Regions from separate parts of the Anas platyrhynchos genome. Here region 2 is linked to region 1. Evidence: chromatin contacts called from public Hi-C data. All regions are on one chromosome and are shown on one strand. The core of a region is the stretch at or near the end of the contact, and the rest is flanking DNA. Distances in the headings are between cores, read along the strand shown.

Region 1 (5,520 bases), core at 873-3,372:
AAATATAGCCACAAAACATCAAGGGCATAGTTTCTGTCCCATTATGTATTTTTTTTATCCTTAGGGCATTACGGGTAAACCACTATAGTACTAGAGCTAATACTATTTTAAGTCACAAGCAGGACTCTGAAAGATGTTTTCAAAGAAGATGACTTCTGAACGGATTTTCTGTGATACTAAACAGGGACCGAATAACTTCCTGCACAAGTTTTATTGTCTCGTTAGCAGTTTCTTTGCAGTTGTAGTAGTAGCTTGCAGTATGTAATAGTTAAGGCAAAAAATCCTCAGTGTAACTTTCACATGTAACACGTGCTCCTGATGTTGGAAGACCTGGCCAGGGACATGGATCGTCTCCTTGATGCGTGCCTTGAGTGTGTTACCAGAGAATCTGTAAGTAGGCAAAAATGCTGTATTTTTCAGCAGGTGGATGGAGGGTGCTGGATCAGCTACTGGGTCTGTTATCCTGCTTTTGTGTTACTTAGGGCCTGGCTGCAAGGTGCTGTCAGGACATGGATGGGGTCATGGGTGGTGGAACGGGCCCACCACCCAAATGGGTGACTGGGGAAAGTCCTCTCAGCCTGTCTGTGAGCTGTGATCGTGCACCTACAGGTGTCAGATATCCTCATCATTCCTGGAAGAGGAGGGTGGGATGCAGGAGACAGAAGTGATAACAGAAGGAAAGAGGAAGCAGGACTTGAGACTGGGCTTGGGGGGGAGGGAGAGGGGGGCAGTCCCAGGGTGAGGAAATGAGGAGAAGCAAGCTCAGATCCATATGTTATACAGAGGAAGTACATCAGGTTCATGGTTCATCAAGTTTATATTGCCCGTCCTTCTACTTGTTTGCTTTTTATCTCGTGGCAGAACCTCAGAATAATCCGTTTGTGAATGACATAACTTGATAGCAGATTATCCCCTATAGAAGCACAGGATGAGATACCTGCAGTGTCGCCTTTACTTGAAGGTTTGGAGAGGAAGTGAGTCATGAGCAGCTCCCTGCCTTTACAGCTTGTCACTCCCGCCCTTCTCTAGCTGAAAGGTGTGCTGGAATTTTCCAGGTACAGCACCAGGAGAGGTGAGAGGGAGAGCGCGTAGGCTGGGATTTAGGCAGGGAAGGGCTTGTCGTAGGGAGAACTCTTCGTTCACTTCACTTCTGGTAAGGGAAGGAATGCCAAAAGATAAAATTTAAATCAGAGATGGGAAGGGGAAAAAAAAGGCAGCAGATGTGTTTTAAAACACATCTAATGTCATCTTTGTGTTTATTACCTTTTTATTACCGTTTTCCTTTATTAATTTGAAACATACACTGACTTTTTTCCTCTCTCCGGCATGGATTTCAACACATTTTTGTGCCCGTGCCAGGAACACTGTGTTCTGTTAAGTCATTTAGTGACGTTGAGCACTGGCCTGAAGCCAAACTGGGTCAAGTTCATTCAAATAAGTTTCAGCGTAGGCTCCACGAGCAGTGTCAGTCCTGTCTTCACATGATAGGTGGCTCTCTTGTGTTAGTTTTCCAAAGAGCTTGGGCTTTCAGGGTTTTAAATTGTTCAGGGTTTTTCAGTTTTATTTCAGGTTTGGGTAAGGATTTGGGAGAAGAAAAAAAAAAGCCTCACCTTTCACAAGTTTGTGAGGAGAGAGAAATGAGATGCGCATGGGTTTGCAGAGCAGAACAAGGTCTGCAAGCTGCAGTGTGTGTTTAGTGCTTCCCCTTCTCTGACCACTATTTTTCGTTGGTTTTTTTTTTGACTCTGTCCTTGTAATGATTTTTAATCGGTGTATATTTTGTCCTTAAAGCAGGAGCAGCCGTGAGATTCCAGGGACAAAATCCTGCTCGTGACAAAAATGAAATGCATGAAACAGCACAGAGTGCATGAAAACTTCATGGCTGGGCTAGCTTAACTGCTTCCCTTTCCTACAGGAGTTTGTGTCTTGTTCTTTTAGCCCTGAGGTTTGAGCTACCCTTGAAAATACGGTACTTGAAGAAATCCCTTCTTTCAGGGTGAGCTTCCCATACGCAAGATTGTCTTGTGTTATGGTGTTAAAAAGTCAGATCGGTTTTGTCTGTCTCTTTATTCCAGCTTCCCTTTCAGGGGACTGTGTTGTTGCTACTTTGCATAGTAGCATACTTTTCCTTCCTGTAACCCTACCACAAATCACACTAGATCCCCTCCCCTCCCCTTCACTTCCAGTAACTGCTCTGTGAGCAATAATTTTGGAACTACTGGCAAAATAAAAGTCTTTGACAAACTCATAAAATCCTTATAACAGGACAGTAGTTGTAATGCCAGAGACATCAGTAAATGGTCTCTAAGACAACTGTTGATACTTAAGTATTTGATGAAAAACCCATTCTTCCATTTGCTTTGGGGATTATTTTTTTTTAAATTTTAATAGAGAATGAGAACTCAGGGAGGATTTGGTGTCCCTAGAGAGAGGGGACTAATTTTAAAGAGAATGGAGAAGCAAATTTACAAGTCATAATTTAGGTATGTTTTGAGCATCTCTCATTTGCACAGATTAGCCTTTTTTATTTTATTTTATTTTATTTTGTTCTTTTTAGCTGTGCATCAGGTTTCTGTGTCTTGGCTCAATTGGTGTTTGGCTTTTAAGGGAGAGAAACATAGTAGTGTCAGGTTCCCATGATTCAACACCCACTCTTAAGTTACCTGTTGGTGCTTGCTGGCTTATCTTCTCTGTGTGGGAGAGTGGAGGATGATCAGATTTGTGTTCATCACTAGGTGTCACTCACTTGCAATTACTTCAAGTATGTTTCAGGGCAAAAATTAAAAGTTCTTGCTTCCTACCTCACCCAAATTGGGTGTGTGGGGGGAAGGAGATGGTGTGAAATGTGGGGAAAAAAATTCCCATCCTTCTTTCCCATAAAGCCATTTTATGTTGTTTTGTAATTTTATTGCTTTATAGTATATTTAGATCTACGTTTTTGTTATTTGTATAGTTCTACTGATGCAAGAAAATAGACAAAATTTTATCATTGATATTTTTATCCCCAATATTACCAACTGTGGAAGATCTTAAAGAATAATAGGTAGCACTGTAAAAGATCTGGAAACCTAGATCACTGAATGCTTAGGAAAAAAATGTGGATGCCAGAACTCCATAAAATTGTTCTTGGGACCTGACCACTAAGCTATGTTGGGCAAAGGATGGTGATTAAAAATGTGTGCGAGCATAAAGATGACTTATACTTCTGTTATCTAGCAAATTATGTGGAATGTGGTGCATCTGTTGGTCAGCACCCTCCCTTGTCGGGCGGTAAGTACGGGGAGTGTATGTGCAGTTGCTGATCTACAAAAGACTTCAAAATTCTCACATCAGTGCTTACAAAAAAAATGTTGGAAGTGGGAAGGTTAAACAGTAAAAATCACTAGATTTGTTTAGAGTTGTTGAATGCACACTGAATGTTCCAAGTATTTTATTTCAGGAGAGTTTCCAGAGAGTAAAAGTATCAGTGAGGATAACTGGAAACTTCATTGGCAAGGGTGGTGATTTTTCTTCTCTTGTGCTTCCCACCCTTTCCCTTGCTTGTTCCCCTGAAACATGATGTCTTTCATCCAACCCAATTCTCTCGTTCAGTTTGGAGGCTGGGACTGCTGTGGATCAGGATGTTGTGTGGACTCTGCCTCACCTTTCAGGTTTGAGCGAGCTGGGTCTGTGCTATGTCTGCATTTGTCTTGTCAGGAAACTGAATCTCCTGGAGGGTCTCCAGACAGCGCTCACTGCTGAAAGTATCTGAATTATTTGGGTAATATTGAAATTAGACTTTGAGTATTGATTAAAAAAAAAACGTAAAAGGTTGAAGTTCCTTGTTTTCTCCCTCTCTCCTGTGTAGCCAGAAGTGTTAGTCCAAAAGCTGTAGTTACACACAAAAATCATCTTCCTTATCTTTTCTTATGTGTCAATAGTAGCGGTTATTTGAAGTCAACTACATTTCTGTGAAAGGTGACCTAAGCCAAGGAAGTCCTTCCTGGACGAAAATAATTATTTTTGTGGGTATGGAGTGATGACTTGGTGAATGTAACAATAAAGGAGCAAATCTACGGCAGAGCTGACAATACGGCAAGACAGAATAAGATTGTTAGAGCCAGCCTACTCTTGTATGCAAAATATTTGTGGGCATCCATAAAATGAAGTTACATGCTAGCCATATGAACAAGTAAATCCCTTAAGACCTGTGTCAAACCCAATGTTTGCAGCGTCTCAGCTCATATTTAGGCCTTAAACACACCATGAATTTCTTGTGACAGTTGAGAAGAAAACACAGCCTCCGCTGATACCTGTACAGATATGACAGAACTCTTAATCATAAGATTTAGTTTCCCTTCGCGAAGATTATAGGTTAAAAGATTCATCTCCTTGTTCTATCTCGGATTACTAAGTGTTTGTGGCTGTGTGTCACTGTATTTATCTGGTCCGCATGTTGTATTTGAATTTAACTGAGAGTGTGTTTGGATGAATAAAGTAGCATAATTCCCTTCCCTTCCCCTGGAGGAGAGGTGGGTTTCTTTAAAGTATGGAGGCTATTATGACTAACTATATAATTGCACCTTTCATCAGAGTAAAGTATTTTAGATACACGGTAGCCCCATTTGGCCCCTCGGTGTTGAACTGGAGAACATCTCAAGATGCATAGTATGGCCTGTAGTCATCGTCGTCACTTTTAGTCACTCAGCATGGTAAAGCCACCATGCAGGAGTACGCACGGCTGCGTGATTTACTTTTGGGGTGGTGGGGAGGGGAGGGAAGAAAGATGCTACTGTAAATATCTTTTTCTGCCTCTAAATCTGTAAGGACACCAGTGTTTTTCTCTTTTTGCTGAACATTATTTTGCCCACATTCATTGGATTTCCTCTTCCGTTGTCTTGTGCATGGAGGTAGATGTGATTCTGAATACGCAGGGTGAAATTTTTTGTACACCTGGGCTACTCAAGCTTTTGAGAGATTGATGGGTGTAGAAAACATAGTTCAATACAGAGTTCAAAGGCATGGCCTGCCGAAATCTTGTTTCCTCTAAACGGTGCTCTAGGTTGGTTTTGCCCTCACAGCCCCTCAAAGACACAGTTCAGCTACCATCTATCCCATTTTAAGCAAGCTAATTGCAGTTCTCTAATTTCTGATACATTGGGATTCATCCTGAGAAAGAAAAATGTGCCACAACTAATGTTTTTGTAACTTACGACTTTCCCCCAACCTGTCTCATGTTAACACCGACACTTTTAAAAAGCCTTGCAAGTGCTGTTTCTTGTAGACTTTAATTATGCTAGCAGCTATTTTAAAAGTAAATCTTTTTGCTCTAGTCTGAATACGGTAACTTCCAACATTTGCTTCTGCTCTGTTTCATATTTTGCCTGATACGTTTGTTTTTCTTTTTTTAATCATGCAAAGAAGATGAAAAGAGGAGGAAAGGACGAGACAGGTACCAAATAGTGAAGATGAAGGAACAACATCAGAATGGCAGATCTGTCGAATAGAGCTAGATGTCTGCATTTCACAAGGTAGCACACT
Region 2 (5,062 bases), core at 1,901-4,400, 80 kb after region 1:
AGCACTCTAGTTACTAGAGTCTAGGTAAAACAGAGACCATAAATAATTTTCACCGTTTCTTTATTTAGAAGTGAAGTGTTCCTTTTGCACACAAAAATGTGTTTGTTTTCTGCCCAAGTGTTAAAACTTCAGTGAAGAAAACATGAGTTTCTCCACTTCATAACAGCTAAGCAGAGAATAAAGAAATGTAATCACTTTGCTTCTCCTTGTGGTCGTATACTTTGAAGTAAGTGACTTAGTGGGTTGTATTACAACAGACAGATTTTCTTTCTGGTTGTTGGAAAGCTGAATTTTTATCTTGTGCTTGGGAAACTGTATCTGAGTTTAAGGAGAAATAAAAGTTTATTGCAAAGATCGAGACTGAGAGGGAAAGATTTAATCACAAAATGGTAAAATATAGTGGAGAAGAAGCCTGTGTAGGCTGATCGCAGAATCTTGGAATTTTTGTTTGTTTTATGGTTACCGTTAAAGCAAAACACCACCACATTTCTGGGAATCCTACATGATCAAGGATTATAACACTGACGCCGTGTTTATATTCATTTGTCATTGAAATTTTTAAAAGCGAATACTTATCTGTTGTCTGATTAAAGTTCCTCATGCCTGCTACCAGCCAAGCAAATGCCTAACAATGTTTTCTCTCACTGGATTTTTCACTGTTCCTGTGGTGGAAGCTCCCTTTTTCACATCGTGGTTGTGAACTACGAAGTTCAAAGCTGGTGACTGGATGACACTTGGATGAAGAAATAATTTAAACCTTGGTAGTTGACCCAACCGCAAGTAAAGATAAACCTGTCTGATTTACAGAGTGTTGTGCATCAGCTTGGTCTGCTGTCTCCAGCTTTGTCTGGAAAAATAAAATGTGAAGTATACACGTTTTCGGGAGAAAAACTCAGAAATGGCTGCTGTCAGAGCTCTTTTTTTCCGTATGTGGGTTTGGTCTAGGCAAGTAAACTTTCTGCTAAGGGGGGAAAAAGAATCTGAACTCCTCTGCAAGTTAAGCAATGCGTAATATAGGGCTAATACTTGCCAAGGGTGCTTGCTCGGGGAGAGGTGGGGCTTTGCCCAGTCCTGATGCTCCTGGCTGACACTTCTGGGAAACCCAGCTCCAGCTTCTCCCAAACAGAAATCCCTCTGGTGACACAGCACCACATACCCAACTTGCCTACTCCCACTAAAGCTCTGCAATAGGAATGTGGTATTTCACTTGTCATCTGTGCAATGCTGGGGTTTATTCATTCACCTGGAAGGAAAACCCATCCTTCTATCTTTTCTCTGAGGCTTGAAGCTTAGTAAGTGCTTCTGGTAAACTGTTGTAAAGGTTTGTGTAATGAACTGTCAGTATCCAAAAGTGAGACATTTGCAATATGAAGCAAGTTAAGAGTTTTCTCAGCTTGGTCTTTTTTTCCTCATATTACTGAGGAAGTGGTATTTTTCCCCCAACAAACATTTTGGACTTTTTTTCAGCATTTATTGAACGTTTGGCTCCAAAAACACCAAACGCTTCTAGATCAATTCCAGTGATATATAAGTTTAGGCTGTTTTTTGTCCAAATGTCTACATATTTTTTTAGACTTCTCACAGCTTGAGGCACTGTGGTATCATAAATGGATGTGTTTAAACCCCCATATCTGTATGTGGTGGAAATACATTGCAGCGATGTAAGTTATACCCCTGCAGCTTTGAATATAAGCCAGCAGTATTTGTTGTGCTGCCTGTACTGCTCTGCTCCCACTGGAGCTGATCTTTTTGCCTGTCCTCCATCGTTTGTCGGAGTCTTGGATTGTTTCTTTGCAACTTTGTGGTTGGGCAGCCACATCCCTTTGTGCTTTATTTGTCGCCCACTTGTTTGATTAGATTAAGGAAGGATTAAAGGATCCAGCGCCCTTAGAAAAAGGCAACCCATAGTTTATAAATGTGTAAATATAATGTAATTGCTTCTTAATTCCTTGTGTTAAGTAAAAAGGAGGATTTATCATCAGATAAACCCTAACACTTTGGAAAGTCAAATGAAGGCGATTTGCTGACTCAGAGGTGTGTGTGCCAAAGATCTCCTGCAAAGCTCAGGTTTTAGATGACATGAAGAACTTCAGCTACTTTGATCTATCTGCGATCCAGACAATGTATCTTGCCAGTCCACACTGATTTCTGACCACTCTGCCTTCCCGTAATGAAAGGAGTTTTTGTGAGGTTTTGTCTCCACTTGGAAAGCTTAGGATTTGCCATCAATCGGTAGGTCAGCGCTGTTTACATTAGCAGTGGTGAAGCATATAATAAGGGCAGGACTCAGCTTTTATTCTAGAAATTAATGCTTAAAAGCCCTGGTGGCCATGCTTCTATCTCAACCATTAGCAGAGATGTACTGGTGGTAATTCTGGGGAAGTCACTGGCCTAAAAGCTTAGCCAAAAAAAAAAAACAAAACAACTTAGTAACTTCCTGCCTTGTGAGTTCAGTTGACCTCCTTGCATTTGTTTTTTATTTGCTTCAAAAAAATGAAGTCAAAACAAACAAACAAACAAAACCCACAGAACTCTTTAAAACAAAGGAATAAAGTGAACTGTGTAAAACACCCATGTCCTGCGTGTGTGGATGCAGGTCAAGGGCTCTGCCAGCATGCAACGCTCTGCAGATGGTTTCATGGAGCATCTCAGCGACAAGCTGAATCAGTTTTGTACAGATGCTGTCAGTTTCAGTTGTGTATTATTTTACTCTTTGTGAATTAGCATCTTGATTCCTGGGTACCTTGCCAGCTGTTTTTCCTGCCTCCTGTGGCAGAGGAGTGGAGAAGCATTTCTATAGGCAGCACCGTCCCCTTACGCTTCTGTAGCACGCTGGCAGTGGTAAGTTTCACCTACTTTATTCTTTTTGTGGTTTGAAGTGTGTTATTTCTCTTCTTTCCGTCTCCAGCTTTGCTGTCAGTGCTCCATATTGTGATTGAGACTGTTGTTATTCTGCCTCACAGACCTGTAACCAGCTGGTTCTCCACCAGCTACCTGCAAGAAACTGCGATCCGTAGAGCAAACAGCACGGCCCCACTTACATGTCTCTGCTAGGCTGGTGTCAAAACACTGCTATCAGAAGTGACGTCAATTCTGTGTCAAAGGTTTCTGTTGTCTTTTTATTTTTCTTCCCCTGAAGACCCTGAACATGATCTGTTAAGAGGCTCGTACAGTGATTACTCACTTTTCACCCTAGCATAAAGGCACGCAGCTTGCTTGTCTGCCACAGGGCGCCTGAAGGCAGTTTCTGAAAGGTGCAGAGCACTGCCCCAAGTGTAATAAGGGGCCTCCCTATAAAGAGCCCTATCTTAAAGAGTGTAAATTCTCACTGTGAGAAAGCTAAGGTCAACTCTGGGTACATTATAAATGACTTAAGCTGCAACGAGGTTAGGTACCACACTTTGAGAAAGGTATTTAAATCGCAGTCTTTAGTGTTTTAGATTTTTCTTTTACTTCTGTTAACTTAGGATTTGAACCATTTTGGTGCTTCAGTTTTTACAGGAACTAGGTTACATTAAAAAAACGATTTTGGAAGCAGCTTTCACACCCTTGGGCAGTTCCTGGCTGCCTACCACAACTGTGCTGCAGCAAGTCACAGTCAGTATTAGTGCTGAAGACCTCATTGCCCTTGGAAGCTGGGTTTTGATTATAATTTGCATGTTTTTTTAAGGCAGCAAAGAGTGTAAGGTAGGGGATGGTACCAGGAGCTCTGGCACCCGTGGTCAAGGCCCGTGGCACACCTTCACCCCGGCTGTCCCGCGTGTTCCTGTGACATGGCCCAGTCTGCTTCTACCAGGGGCTCTGCCAAAGGTGGCTGGTCCAACTATCAAATGCTCATTTTTTTTGAAGGCAGGGGGGGTTAGTTTGCTTTGTTTTTCAAGTTGGGTGAGACCTTGATCTGGTTTTGCAGCACAACCCACAGACTTAAGCTGATAAATGAGAGGTGGGGGTAGACCACAGTGTGAGGGTGGGAGCACCTTTAACTGGTGTAGCTAACATCTTGTAGTGTGAGCCAGAGCTTCCTCTGCTGGGTCGCTTTAGACAAGTTGCCATCCTCTCCCTTCATTTCTGATTGCCTGAGATGAGGGGAAAAATACCTTAACTCAATCAGGAATCACAAGACACCTATTTATTAAAACTGCTGTGTGAGCCTTGTAATTTTTGTGTAATTCTCAAAGATCTCCAAGAGAAGGATACTATTTAAGAACTAGATATTGTTTTCAGTCAGTTACCATGACATGCTGATGCAGTAACAGTTTTAATTTTATTAAATAAATTAAAAAAAAGTCAGGAAAGGAGACATCCTGCACTCTTAGAAATCGAGCTAAGCATGCTGAGTTTCCAGGTTTTATAACAGTAGGTCGTTATTCTGAGGACTGAAGCTATGTGCTCAGAAAAACATTCAATTGGTTGGACAAATCCATTTAGTAGAGGTTCTGAGAAGTCACTGATGTTCTCCTTTCTCTTTTGAATCTACAGTAAATGTGATTTCCCTCTCCAGGTCTGCAGGACTAGCTTAAAACAGCCCCTTGGTCTTGGAGTTAAGTTATCCATTACTTTGTTAAAACAGCGGTGCAAAATGAATGGCCATGGTACAAGATGGTGGCAATTTGGAAATGCGGTTCCTGAGCTGCACTGCCTGATTTTGTATGCCAGTGAGTTAAGTGAAAGCATGGAGCTAATAAGTATTTTGAGTCCTAAATGTGAAAGTCTATTTCAGTTTAGCTTTACCTCAGTTTCCTTGTGCACTTTCTTTGTCTGATAAAAGCCAATACACCCACGTACGTGTACAAACAAACAAGAAAGCTATGAACCGAGTAAGGCGTCTCTCGTGAAGGCTGGGAAGGAGGGGACTGGTGTTTCTGTCCCTATATGTGCACGCTCCAAGGCACGCTGATACCAGCAGGCTCATGGAAGCCATATAAACATGCCGTTAGCGGGATGTGAAACTACGCGGCAACTTACACCTATAGTTTGGAGTTTCAGTACATTTCTGTTGAAAATTGGCCTTTTAGATAGATTTGTGTGTTTTGTTTCTACGGGGAAGAGTGAGTTGGCAGAG

What was found. A called contact is a pair of places that touch in the nucleus more often than the background predicts.
Region 2: a contact with region 1 is called in a Hi-C map of F1 follicle, with 2.3 times the contacts expected there. The contact joins two enhancer-like sites.

Annotation. Positions count from the first base shown.
Region 1 is chr2:46,126,644-46,132,163 of IASCAAS_PekinDuck_T2T, forward strand. The region is part of intron 5 of SPIDR (scaffold protein involved in DNA repair); the gene reads left to right. Among named protein-coding and RNA genes, the nearest start is that of SPIDR, 32 kb to the left of the region's middle. Within about 2 kb of position 2,123, at least 7 of the 8 cell types and tissues checked have an H3K27ac peak or open chromatin away from gene starts, as enhancers often do. A contact at or near this core is called in F1 follicle, where this site is marked.
Region 2 is chr2:46,205,496-46,210,557 of IASCAAS_PekinDuck_T2T, forward strand. All of the region lies in intron 8 of SPIDR (scaffold protein involved in DNA repair), which reads left to right. Among named protein-coding and RNA genes, the nearest start is that of CEBPD, 93 kb to the right of the region's middle. Within about 2 kb of position 3,151, at least 5 of the 8 cell types and tissues checked have an H3K27ac peak or open chromatin away from gene starts, as enhancers often do. A contact at or near this core is called in F1 follicle, where this site is marked.